Linked DNA regions of Mus musculus: region 2 is linked to region 1. Evidence: chromatin contacts called from public promoter capture Hi-C data. All regions are on one chromosome and are shown on one strand. The core of a region is the stretch at or near the end of the contact, and the rest is flanking DNA. Distances in the headings are between cores, read along the strand shown.

What was found. Promoter capture Hi-C pulls out the DNA fragments that hold promoters and counts their contacts.
Region 2: a promoter capture Hi-C map of hippocampal neurons shows a contact between it and region 1, with 2.2 times the contacts expected there. The contact joins the enhancer-like site here to the promoter of Alms1 in region 1. A contact is called at or near these places in 6 of 39 promoter capture datasets (the 3T3-L1 cell line, the C10 cell line, the HPC-7 cell line and 2 more), 2 of 15 datasets of contacts at CTCF or cohesin (the NIH/3T3 cell line and pro-B cells), 1 of 484 Hi-C or Micro-C datasets (embryonic stem cells), 11 of 115 datasets of contacts at active chromatin or transcription factors (astrocytes, bone marrow-derived macrophages, cardiomyocytes and 4 more) and 2 of 9 other capture datasets (liver and macrophages).

What each region holds. Positions count from the first base shown.
Region 1 is chr6:85,583,994-85,590,132 of GRCm38.p6, reverse strand. Alms1 (ALMS1, centrosome and basal body associated) reads right to left here and starts at 2,602. Exons shown (of 23, transcript NM_145223.2): 1 at 2,107-2,602. The coding sequence starts at 2,487.
Region 2 is chr6:85,946,190-85,952,328 of GRCm38.p6, reverse strand. Dusp11 (dual specificity phosphatase 11 (RNA/RNP complex 1-interacting)) reads left to right here. Exons shown (of 9, transcript NM_028099.4): 5 at 1-24; 6 at 1,769-1,815; 7 at 2,236-2,311; 8 at 2,532-2,711; 9 at 4,553-6,139. The coding sequence ends at 4,724. Among named protein-coding and RNA genes, the nearest start is that of Dusp11, 12 kb to the left of the region's middle. Within about 2 kb of position 3,573, at least 8 of the 459 cell types and tissues checked have an H3K27ac peak or open chromatin away from gene starts, as enhancers often do. A contact at or near this core is called in hippocampal neurons, where this site is marked.

The DNA.
Region 1 (6,139 bases), core at 1,353-3,852:
CCAGCCCATCAACCCTGTTTCTGGCATGACAAACATCTCGAAACAACCTATTTCTCCTATTCCCATCAATTTCCCCATTCTATGTAAACCAAGCTGGCCTGGAACTCCAGACCCACCTGCCTTTGCCTATGAATCGGAGGTTCCCAACCTATGGGCCTCTACCCCTTGGGGGTTGCATATCCTGCATTTACTTTAGGATTTATGACAGTAGCAAAATTACAGCTATGAAGTGATTTTATGGTTCAGGGTCACCACAACATGAGATAGAAAAGAGTCGCATTAGGAAGGTTGGGAACCATTGCTCTAAATGCTGGAATTAAAAAGTATACGACACCACACCCTGCTCACTTCCTTGTTCTAAAACCCTTTTTGCCTGACAGCATTGCCCGGGTCCTCTAATTACTGTCCTTCACTTAGTCAGGCTGCTCGAATCCCCCTTGCTAGCACAGCTAGCTACACTATTAATTTTCTTGCTGGAATACAAATCTGATCACAAACTTCTTTATTGACTTCCCAAAACTCCAGAGATAAAGCCTCAAAATGCCTGGCATAACACATAAAGCCTTATAGTCCAGACTCAACTCGATGGCCTTCTTTTTCTTGAAAATGTCATGCTTTAAATGATGTGGTCCAGCAGTAAGTACAATGTTTGCCTAGCTTGCTTAAAGGCCCGGGTTCAATCCTAACCCTATAAAATAAAAAATAAAAAACAAATGTAAAATGTGAAAAAGTCACACTCTTGCTAACCAACAGTGCCTTGTTTTATCTATGCTTTGTTTAACCCCTTGTTTACTAGCCTTGCAGTCTTCAAGGTAACTCCCCAACCTCACTGACAAGTCCAGGTTACCTATTTCATGCATTCATTTTTTTTATGCATGCATTTTTGTATATAGCAGTTTTACTTATGAGATCATGTGAATTTTATCTGCCTCCCTCTTTAGAATGGGAACACTAGGAAGGCAGCAGTTTAGTTCACCATGATTTCCTTAGTATCAAGTACAAGGTAAACACTTAAAGTATAAGCTGAATGAATTTAATACCACCTAGCAAGCAAACATCATGTATTGCTTTTTGACAATCACAGTCCATACTATCACTGTGATAATGAAATTGTTCTGCAATTGCTTTGTCCAACGTGACAGCCACTAAGCAGGTCTATTAAGCACTTGAGAAGTGTACAGGATCACTGAATTCCTAATTTTATTCATTCCCCTTCCCCAATACTAGGGCTTGAAAACTCAAGTCCTTGCACACACTAGGCAAGACCTCTCTACCACTTAAATACACCACCAGCCTTTCTAGTGTTACTTAAAACTAATTCGTATGTAAAGAACCACACGTGACCATACTGACCAACAACGCAGTTCCTGATAGTTAAAAAGCATTAATAGCACGGTTAGTTTCAAAATGATCTTGGTAGGACCTCTGTAAACTTGGCTCTTCCTCTATTTGGTCCTAACTTGGTGCTTTCTAATTTTCCAGACCAGAGCTGCCTCACAAGCTTTCTTTCATTCCAAGTTCCTGCCACTGGCTAGGAACCTATTAATTGCTACAAGTGCAAAGACACACAATGGGCGGGAAGACACACAAAAGCTCACGCAGAATACTTAACCAACAATAATTCCTAGTGGGGGGGGGGGGGTGAGGGGGGGATGTTTCTTGCACTTCAATAAAACTAAGGTGTTAAATGCTAAACGTCTCTCCACCAGTTAGCTATTCCCTAGACTCCCTCCCCAGCTCCCACCTCCTGCCAAAGAAGCCTTTCTAACTGCTCGCTCTGGGAGTACCGGCTCCCAGCGCCATCTGTCTTATCTGCCCTACTTTAAAAACAAAAACAAACAAACAAAACAAAACGAAAAAAAAAAAAAAACGGATCCACTGAGAGGCGCAGGAAACACGGAGCTGTCAATGTCAGGAAGAACCTAAGACTACAAAGAACCTGCCAGCCCCACAAGCAAGGTGTACAGTCCATAAGCAAGGCGACCCGCAGCGCGTAGGTCCCGATATCCTGGACCCAGTTCAGTAGCTCAAGCATCTCTACAGTCGCTTGGCCTCAGCCCCGCTCCTCCCCACAGCCCAGCTCCGGGCTACAGAGCCGCTTCTCACCTCAGTCTTGCCCAGATGCTCCACTGGGGTGTACCGGAGCCGCGGGGACAGAGGCGGAGGCGGAGGCGGAGGCGTGGGAGGGGGCAGAGAGAAAGCACTGCCAGGACGGTCGGGGTGAGCCTGCAGCCAGGCTTTAGCCAGCTCGTCCTCCTCTTCGTCCGAGCTCTCCTGCCGCTGGGACTCGTAGTTAAAATCCAAGTCGGGCCCCGCCTCTTCGAACTCTTCCAGTCTCCCACTCTCCTCAGAGGTCAGGGCCTCCTCGGTCGCCGCCGCCGAGGCGTTCTCCACCTCTTTCTTCCCCTCCTCTTCCTCGCCCTCCTCCTCCTCTTCTTCCTCCTCCTCCTCCAGCTCGTCAGGCCACGGCAGGTCCTCAGGCTCCATGTTGGCCTCGCGCTCCAGGCGCCTTTGGAAGAGGAGGAGAGGGGGAGGGGCGAGGAAGGGAGGGGAAGCGAGTTGACTGGCGGTTGCGGCTGCGCGCAGGCGCACCTGCCCTCACTGCCTCACGCGGGGCGGAGCTGAGAACCAGCCCGCGCGTTGCTAGGGACGCCCCGCGGGGAGCGCGGGAAAGCCGCAGAAGAGCGTCACTAGACCTCGCTCACAGTACCGTATGCTCACAATAAACCTAGTCCGGGCTTTGGGGACGCTAGGGGTCCTGCACAAAGTCACCCATGATTTTTTATCTCTTGCCCTAGAATAAACCAATAATAGTCACGTTCGCAAGTTACAAATTTTAAGGTTAGTGCCAGTCTACCTAGCAGTAGTGAATCTAATGGGATGAGTGAATAGTTAAGAGAGAGAGGGAGAGAGAGAGAGAGAGAGAGAGAGAGAGAGAGAGAGAGAGAGAGGGAAGAGAGGAGAGATAGTTGGGATCTGACTAAACCACAAGCAACTGTGTGAGAAGCGCCTATAAAACGAGGTTAAGAAACCAACCCCGGCCTGGAGAGATGGCTCACGGATTCAATTCCTGAGTTCAATTCCCAGCAACCACATGGTGGCTCACAACCATCTGTAATGGAGTCTGGTGCCCTCTTCTGGTGTCTCTGAAGAGAGCAATGGGAGTGTACTCATGCATAAAATAAAAGAAGGTGGTGGCGCACGCCTTTAATCCCAGCACTTGGGAGGCAGAGGCAGGCGAATTTCTGAGTTCTAAGACAGCCAGAGCTACACAAAGAAACCCTGTCTTGAAAAAAAACCCAGAAATATTAATAAATAAATAAATAATAAAATAAATAAATCTTTTTTTTAAAAAACGAAAAGAAAGAAACCACACACACACACCCTCAGGGCTGAAGAGATGGCTCCACCAGTAAGGCATCTACACCACAAACTGGAGTTTGATTCCCAGAACTCACATAAAAGTGGAAGGCAAGAACTAACTCCCCTAAATTGTCTTTACTGAGTGCACACACAATAGTATAAAGGTAGCTGGATCAGGTAGTACACGCCTTTATTCTCAGCACTTGAGACGAAAAGGCAGGTAGATCTCTGAGTTCAAAGCCAGCCTGGCCTACATAGGGAGTTTCAAGACACCCAGGGTGACATAGACAGACTGCCACAAAAAAAAAAAAAAAAAAAAAGTCTTTAAAAGAGGGCAGGCAGCATGGCTTAGCAGGTAAAAGCACATGACCCTCCATCCTGCCCAACAGGCTTCCAGTAGCAACGCTGTACCTCTTAAACCAACTGTGAAACGAATCATTTCTAATTCAAACCATCACAGAGAGACATTTGTCCATGTCTCCCCAGAAGAAGCCACAACACTGTGCCTAGTGTCTGGAACAGCCTCTGGCATTTAAGGAGCTGCTCAGCGAACACTGTCAAGAGAGAGCAACAGAGTACAGATTGAACTGACAGGCCAGGAGATAACAAATAGAATACTGGAGTCCTGGCTTCCCCTGGGATTCCTAGAGCTGTCTGCCTACTGGAGAACTCTTGACTTCCTCTCCCAGCTAGCAACTAGGGGTCCTCAGACAAGCAAAGAGTGAAGGGCACCTCCAGGTGTTTGTGTGGGAGGAGAGAGGCTCACTGTAACTTTCAGTTGACACCAGGTGGCAAACCCTCATGTAGGATGAATCATTGCCACCAATGGCTAAAGAAATCCATTAACAGCTTCAAAAAATGATTATACGTAGCATATATAGAAAAATGTATATGTATATAAGTGTGTGTATATCTGTGTGATTGGGGAAATAGATGGGCAGATAAATACATACAAAAAATATGATAAAGGACCAGAAAATTTAGGAAAACATAAAAGAAATATATAATAAACCAGTGAAGGGAAAATTAAGTATTCATTAAATTTCCATTTGCTCTCATTTCTGTCACTGTGATTAAATACCTAACAAAAAGGGTTTATTTTAGCTCACAGTCACGCGCTATTTGCAGTCCATCACAACTGGAAAACCGAGACAGCAGGTCACACCACATCCACAGCCAAGAATAGAGGAATTAACACATGTGTGCCTGCTTGCTTGTGAGAGACTGATTGTCTTAAACTGACTTGTGTTGGAAGGTCCCGCTCACTGTCTGTGCCTTTACTCCTTAGGCAGAGGGTCCAGAACTAGAAAAAGGAGAAAAACTGAACTGAGAACAATCAAGAAACATGCGTATATTCCTTTCTCTCTGCGCATGGCTGTGGGTGTGATGTGACTCACTGTGTTAAACACCAGAACTTTCCCACCCTGCTGGTCTGTGCCCTCAGACTGTGAGCCACAATAAGCCGTTCCTCCTTTAAGTTGCTCTTTGTCAGGATGTTTCATCCCAGCAACAGAAAAGTAACTGAGGCCAAGTCTCACTGAGCATGATGATCAATTCCAGATAGCCCACATTTTCAAGACCTTTTGTTTGGAACCCACTCTCAGGTATCCATATCTATTCCAGCAGGTTTGGGGTTTTTTTTGTTGTTGTTGTTTGTTTGTTTGTTTTGTTTTTGTTTTTGTTTTTTCCAGTTATAAGTACTAGAAGTGACTAATCTGGTCAGCTTGCTTGCTTGCTTGCTTGCTTGCCGTAGGATCTCACTCTGTTGCCCAGGTTGTCTTGGAACTTTGTAGCTGATTTCGAACCTGTTGGGATGATCCTTTCTTAACTTCTCTAGTACTAGAACGATAGGCATCAGCCACCATGCTTAGCTTCCTCTACTCATTTTAACTGAAAAGGAAATGCATTGGAAAGAAGCAATCTAGCTCACACACCTGGCAAAGCAGAACCTCCCAGATAAGTCACAGTCTTGAAAAATGGAACGAAGTGCTGTTTGAAGACATCAGCATAGTGCAACTAAACCACGTTGTATGAAACAGGATGAAATCACAAGAAGCATGAAGCTGCATGACTCAAAACAGACAATTACATAGCCACAATTTATAATCATAATGTAAGGAGCAACACAATAACCCAACACTCCTCACTTTTGCAACTGGACACAAACCTTAGCATATCGCTTTCACCCTTTTCATATCTACTTCATGTCTCAGCCTATATCACAGGGTCTTTGATCCATTAGGTGACTCCAAACTATTTCTGAGAGAATCTTACCTACATAAGGTGACTGTCATCTTCCATTACATGATATTGCTAGACAGGTCATTCTAACAGAACGCCCCCAGAAAATCACCTGTGTTCCAGATATATTCCTTGTAAAACACTTTTTTCAGATTCATTTATTAATGTGTAGGAATGTTTCTCTGCATCTATGTATGTGCACCACGTGTGTGCCTGGTACCTGAGGAGGCTAAAGGAGGCTATGGAATCCCTTAGAACTGGAGTTACAGGTAGTATGAGCCACCATCTGGGGCCCAGGACCACTGCAAAAACAAGTACTCTTAACCCATAAGCAATCTCTCTCCAGATATAGTCTCTCCTTACTCCACATTGTCATACTCTCTCTAGTTCCCTTGGTAATCCGAATCCATTTGCTTGACCAATTAGAAAGCCCCTTTCTGACTTATTAAGCCAAGTGCATGAAAAGTAAACCATCAAGCATCAACTTCCCGTTCATATGAGCTCTTGTTACATCCTTGTTGAAAACTAATTCTAT
Region 2 (6,139 bases), core at 2,324-4,823, 360 kb before region 1:
TAGGACTGGCTACCTCATTTGCAGGTGAGTTGCCAACCCAAAAGTCAAATAGTGGTGTGTGTGTGTGTGTGTGTTTGTGTGTGTGTGTGTTTTACAATGATAATCTAAACTTAATAGAAATGGGTTAAGTAGAAAGCAGTGTTGCCTCTACCCAGAGACTGCCATCAGCAATACCATTATAGACTTCTCAGATGCAGGTATAAGCATAGCTGAGTGGCTTAAAGTGCAATAGACATTCAGTTTTGCAATTTAATATGCCGTAGAAATCTTCCTGTGGAAGTATTTGGAGACCTTATTTTTTAAAGGCTACCCTGTTTTTGTTTTTTTTTGTTTGTTTGTTTGTTTGGTTGGTTGGTTGGTTGGTTGGGTTTTTTTGCATGCTGATGAACATACAAGTCAGAAGTTTGGGGGTTGATAAAACATTAAAATGGTCTGAGCGTCTTTGGATCAGCTGTGCGCTAAGTTCAGGTGCATTCTGGTGCTTCTTAAGGAATTGCTGTGCTGTGTGACTTTATGTTCATTCACACAAAAAATCCTTACAAAGATATAGTTTCTTTTTTCTTTTTCTTTTTTTTTTTTCTTTTTTTTATTTTTTTCAAGATGGGGTTTCTCTGTATAGCCCTGGCTGTCCTGGAACTCACTTTTGTAGACCAGGCTGGCCTCAAACTCAGAAATTCACCTGCCTCTGCCTCCCAAGTGCTGGGATTAAAGGCGTGCGCCCCCACGCCCAACTTACTGAGATATAGTTTGTGTGAGCAGTGTGGGGCTGGCAGAGATACTTATTTAACCTGCCTCTGAAGGAATAGGAAGACTAGAATAATTAAAATAGGAAGAGGAGTATCGAACTATCATTGTCAGTGCTGCGGAGTAAGGAACATGGTACCTCGTGAGGGAGGCTTTGACCTGTCTCATCAAAAAGACAGTACATTTCCGAGGAGGGTTTCAGTGACTTTCTGAAGGTTACCTAGTACTGGCTGAGTAAGGGCACAGAAGAGACTATGGTCTTAAGGCTCAGCCAAGAGCCCAGAGTGGGACCCCATATACTGCCGGGGCGGTGGGCGATGCGGCAAGTATGGCATTGAGTCAGTGCTAGGCCATGCAAAGTGCTGTTTCAGCTGCTTGGGTTTTTTGTTGTTGCACTTTGTGGGGGGGTGTTGAACCCCATCCATTTCTGCTGAGTAAAGAATATTCAACAGAGGCAGAGGCAGGACTCATAGGTTTTTGTATGAATTGAAGTGTTGATGGTCACTTGGACCGGGTGTCAAGGTCATTTTGGTAGAAGCATGCTGTCATCACTGTCAGGACGCTGGTGGGGAAATGAAGGTGAGAATCAGGAAAAGTGGGTGACAGTGACAGTAGCTCCTGTTCTGGCCCATAGCGTTTGGCTGCATCACTATTTCCCAGTTGTTCTGTGTGTTGGTTACTGATGAACACTCCGTAATATGAAGGAAGCCTCCTGGGTTTTAGTTCACAAAGCCATTTGTGGAAAGGACTGCTGAATCTACCTTTTAAACGTTTGCCAGTTTGGTCGTGCATTTCCTTTATTAATTATATTGTTATATTAATATAAGTACCTTTATTAATATATTTCTAAATTAGTCAATCTTGGGACTGGTGTATGGTCATGGCATGTCATTCTGTGCCTGTTGGATTAGATGTGTAGTATTTTCTTAGGATTTGTATGTCTCCACTTGTAAGTGAAATTGGACCTGTTTTGATTTTTTTCTTTTCGTATATTTAAGTGACCCGAATTATGTTGTTTTGTTAGATATTTGATTGATGTAGAAGGCATGAGGCCAGATGATGCAATTGAATGTAAGTATGAGGGGGCCACGATTTTTCCCTTCCTATAAAAGCAAAAGGTGGAAATGGTAGAACCACTTTTCAGTTTTTGGAAAACATAATGAATATGATGCAATATAAGATGACAGAGAGGAAGAGAAGAGAGAGAAGGAAGGAGTTGCCTGTGGGGCTGGGGATGTGGCTCAGCGGCAGAATATCTGCTCGGCATGTATGGAACTTGAGTGTGGTCTCCAGCACCAGAGGGAGGAAAGAGCAAGGATAGGAAGAGTCTAAGGCAGCCTCTTGCCACAAAGCTTATGAGGAACATGTGTGCAGTAGTGAGCTGTGCCAGCCTATGACCAGTCAGTGAGTACGAGCTCTGGTCTGCGTGCTCTGGGCTAGATTCCTTCTCGTGCCCCTGTTTCTAACGGCTCATCTTCATCTGCTCCTCAGTGTTCAACAGCTGCCGGGGGCACTGCATAGAAAGGCAGAACTACATTGAAAACCTGCAGAAACGTCATGTCAGAAAGTAAGTCTTGCATTTTCTTAGGCGAGATTTGTGGCTAGGGAAGCCTCTTAGGTATAATTCAAGCGGCACATTTCCCTGGCAGCGAGCTCACTTTCTGAGTAAAACCTAAACAGCCAGGAGTGGGGAAACGAGATCAAATGTTCACAAATCAAAATACAAAGTTACTAAACTGGCCACGGGAACTGGAGTCTGGTGACGCTGTGGCACACTTCCTTTTCAGGAACCGGAATGTTAGTGCACCTAGGACAGATGGCCTTGAAGACTCAGCAGATCCTACGGAGCAAGTCTACACCAACAACAAACCTGTGAAAAAAAAGCCTAGGAAAAACCGGCGTGGTGGTCATCTGGCACCTTCCCAGCATTTCCAGCACCAGACGCAGAGCTCACCGTACTCACTCAGGTACCTGTGCTGCTCCCGTTTTAGAGCCGAGGTGGAAACTGTCTGTTAAGCCAAGGGAAAGTCCGTTGTGATAATGACCAGCAGTTGGTATTTCCTTCCTGATCAGGGTCAGTCATGCTGCTTAGCAAATCAAACACTGGATGGGGAATGTGTAGCTCTTCAGACACAGCTAAAGATTGGAAATGTTACTTTATTACTTTATTTATCTATTTATTTTAGTTAGCTTAATCTAAGAGGAGTTAGATAGGTCTACTAGAAGATAAAATCTGCGTTCTAGGGACGAGACCTAAGATTCTATCTCTGAGGTCTATCCCTGTGCTTTAAGACTCTAGTTTTTGGAATAAGGAAGGCTGCGATTTAAAGAACAAATACAAAGCCAGGCAGGGTAGTGTGCCTGTGCTCCCAGCACTGGGATGTAGAGACGGGAGGGTCAGGAGTCCATCCTTGGACTCAGCATAGACTACATGAGACTCTGTCTCAGAGAGAGAGGGCTGAGGGGAAGAGAGTACAAGTCCTAAGAGAGACATTTACACATGATTTGAGCAGATTAAGTTATAAAAGAATTTCAGTTGGGAAATGGGAAAATTCTCTGTTCAGTCAAAATTGTCTGCTAGAATTCTCTAGAGGAGGAGAGAGGGTGGGCAGGTAGATGAGATGGGCCTTTAACAGGGTGAGCCTGGTGATTCTCTCTAGGATCAGGAGCCAGAGGAGCCTTGGATGGGAGTGGGAGGCAGGAGAGGGCAGGCTCGCCTGTGCTGTTCTTTGTACTGGGACCGCTTTCCCGATAGGTGATCAGTGCCCGCCCACATGCAAGCAGGCCTTCTTTATTCTAGGCCTTCTTTACTCACTCTGCTGTTCATGCTGCAATCGTTTTTGGAAATGCTCTTGTTGACAGATGCAGAAATAAAGCCTCATGAGCTCTGTAGCTGTTCCTCTCTAGTCAAGATGCTACATAAAATTAGCAACTAGCTTGCAAAATGTTTTGGTGTTAATTTAACTTAGGTTTTTATGAGCGTTTGAGGGTTGTACCAGTCAGGCTGGGTTTGAATTTGTCTCCTTACTCTGCCATTCACACTATGTGCAATCATGGGTGAGACCACATCCTTAATTTCCATTCTCTGAGCTGGAGATTTTCTTTTCTTTTCTTTTCTTTTCTTTTCTTTTCTTTTCTTTTCTTTTCTTTTCTTTTCTCTTCTTTTCTTCCCCTTCCCCTTCCCCTTCCCCTTCCCCTTCCCCTTCCCCTTCCCCTTCCCCTTCCCCTTCCCCTTCCCCCCACTTCTTGGCCCTGGAGTTCCCCTGTACTAGGGAAAATAAAGTTTGCTAGACCAAGGGGCCTCTCTTCTCTTCCCAGTGATGGCCGGCTAGGCCATCTTACGCTACATATGCAGCTAGAGACACAAGCTCTGGGGGTACTGGTTAGTTCATATTGTTGTTCCACCTATAGGGTTGCAAACCCCTTCAGCTCTTGGGTACTTTCTCTAGCTCCTATATTGGGGCCCTGTGTTCCATCCTATAGATGACTGTGAGCATCCACTTCTGTATTTGCTTCAGGGATCCTCCCATATTATCATAGGGATTACAGACACATGCTACTGTTTCTCAGCGTTCTGTGGGTTCTGGGGATGCAGCCCCCAAGGCCTCCCATGTCTCTGGCACGAGCTGTACTCACTGAGCCATCTCCCCAATCCCAGCTCCATTTCATACAAATTTAAGAGAAAGATAAGTGATTATCTGCTTGGGTCATCCAGGGAGGAAAGAGTGAAATTAGAGTGTCTGTAATATTTTATGAAGCTTGTTATTATATGTTAATCTTGATAATGATTTATTGCTTCTTGTTTAAGAAAATGGTCACAAAATCAGAGTGTTTACCAGAGAGGCCTTGTCCCTCCTCCTGGTCCAGCCGGAGAGGACTATTCACAAAGAAGATTCTTCTGGAGTGCGAGGCCAAATAAGTGGACTGCTGAGAGTTACCAGAGACCTTTCTACCCATACTACTGGGAATGGAACCTGTGAGGCACGCTGTGGCTGGACTGTCGTCAGGGCCACCTGAGACCAGAGCTGGACAGAAGACAGCTGAATGAATTTAATAAAATCAGGTCAAAAGAATTTAGAAAACTTTCTGAACATTTTTAACTGTTCAAACTGTTGTACTGTCCTGATATATGTTACACTGCTCTGTGCTGGCGGACGCGGTGGCTCCGGCAGTCTAGAGCACCTCCATTCCAGGCCTCAACTTTTCTCAGAGTTCTGAATAGATAACAAATTCTAAATTGCCTTCTGTTTTCCCTGTATATTTCCTTTGCTCATGCTTGTAATGTGTTGTGTAGGTGCAGAGATTCGTAGTGTTTTTACCACATGTTCTTTACTGACAATCTTTATGGGTGTGTTTTCCATGACTGTTCAAATTTTCTACTAAAACTCTAGCCAGGGGACAGTTCTTTTCTTTGCACCTGTTCTTTGTCCTCGTGGGACTCTGATCAGCGTTTTTTCCTTGGTGGTCAGTGTTGGGATTTGACCAGCTTCTTGCTGACCTGCCAGCTAAGGCATCTAACACAGAGAAGGTTCAAACTTTAGGTACTGGTTGATTGCCAAGTTGGGTAACTGCCACCAACAGGGTAGAACTATCCAGGAGGCTAGAAACCCTCTGTAGATTTTAAAGGTTGAACAGACATCCTTGGATATCTGGGAAAGCTGAGGGTTATACTGACTCCGAGGACCTCAATTCAGGATCTCTGTCCACTGGCCTCCCACACTAGAATGGTGCTCTTTCTCTAGGACACACTTCAGGCTACATGGAGGTGCTAATTACTTGTCCTTAGAACTCACTCAGGAAGTTGCTCCTCATAACACATCAAGTCCACAGCAAGTTTTTGCTATGCACAGTAGTTTTCTCTCTCATGTATGAACATGTGGAGGGAACTTTTCCCTAATGAAGTCCCGGCAGATCATGTATTCCAGCTTGCAGCTAATTTTGCCCAAACTTTAGTCAAGTTGCTCTGCACTCCAGTGATGGCTTTTTCTCTACCCATCACATTAACAGATTCAAAGTGCTTCTTGTTGTGAGACCCCCCCACTCCACCCCCGAGGAATTCTTCCCCAGAATATACTGGGTCAGTGTATTGTCCAGTGTAAGAAACTGGAACAGACAGTTAGGAACCAAAAGAGGACAAAGCTGGGACAGGTACAGAATGCACCCAGTCTGGACGGTGCAAAGAACACATTGACAAGCAGCCTCTGGAGGACACTGCCAGGTAGGGTCACTGCGTGAGTTCTGCCACGGTTAGGAGTTGTTCCTGCCACCTGCCCTGTTCCTCTACCAGGAATTGGATTGCCAACACCTAGTGAAAACCACCTTTATCATTGGATAACTCATAACTAACTTTCATTCTTACACACTCGTCTGGCTTCTGTCCATGTCACACAATACA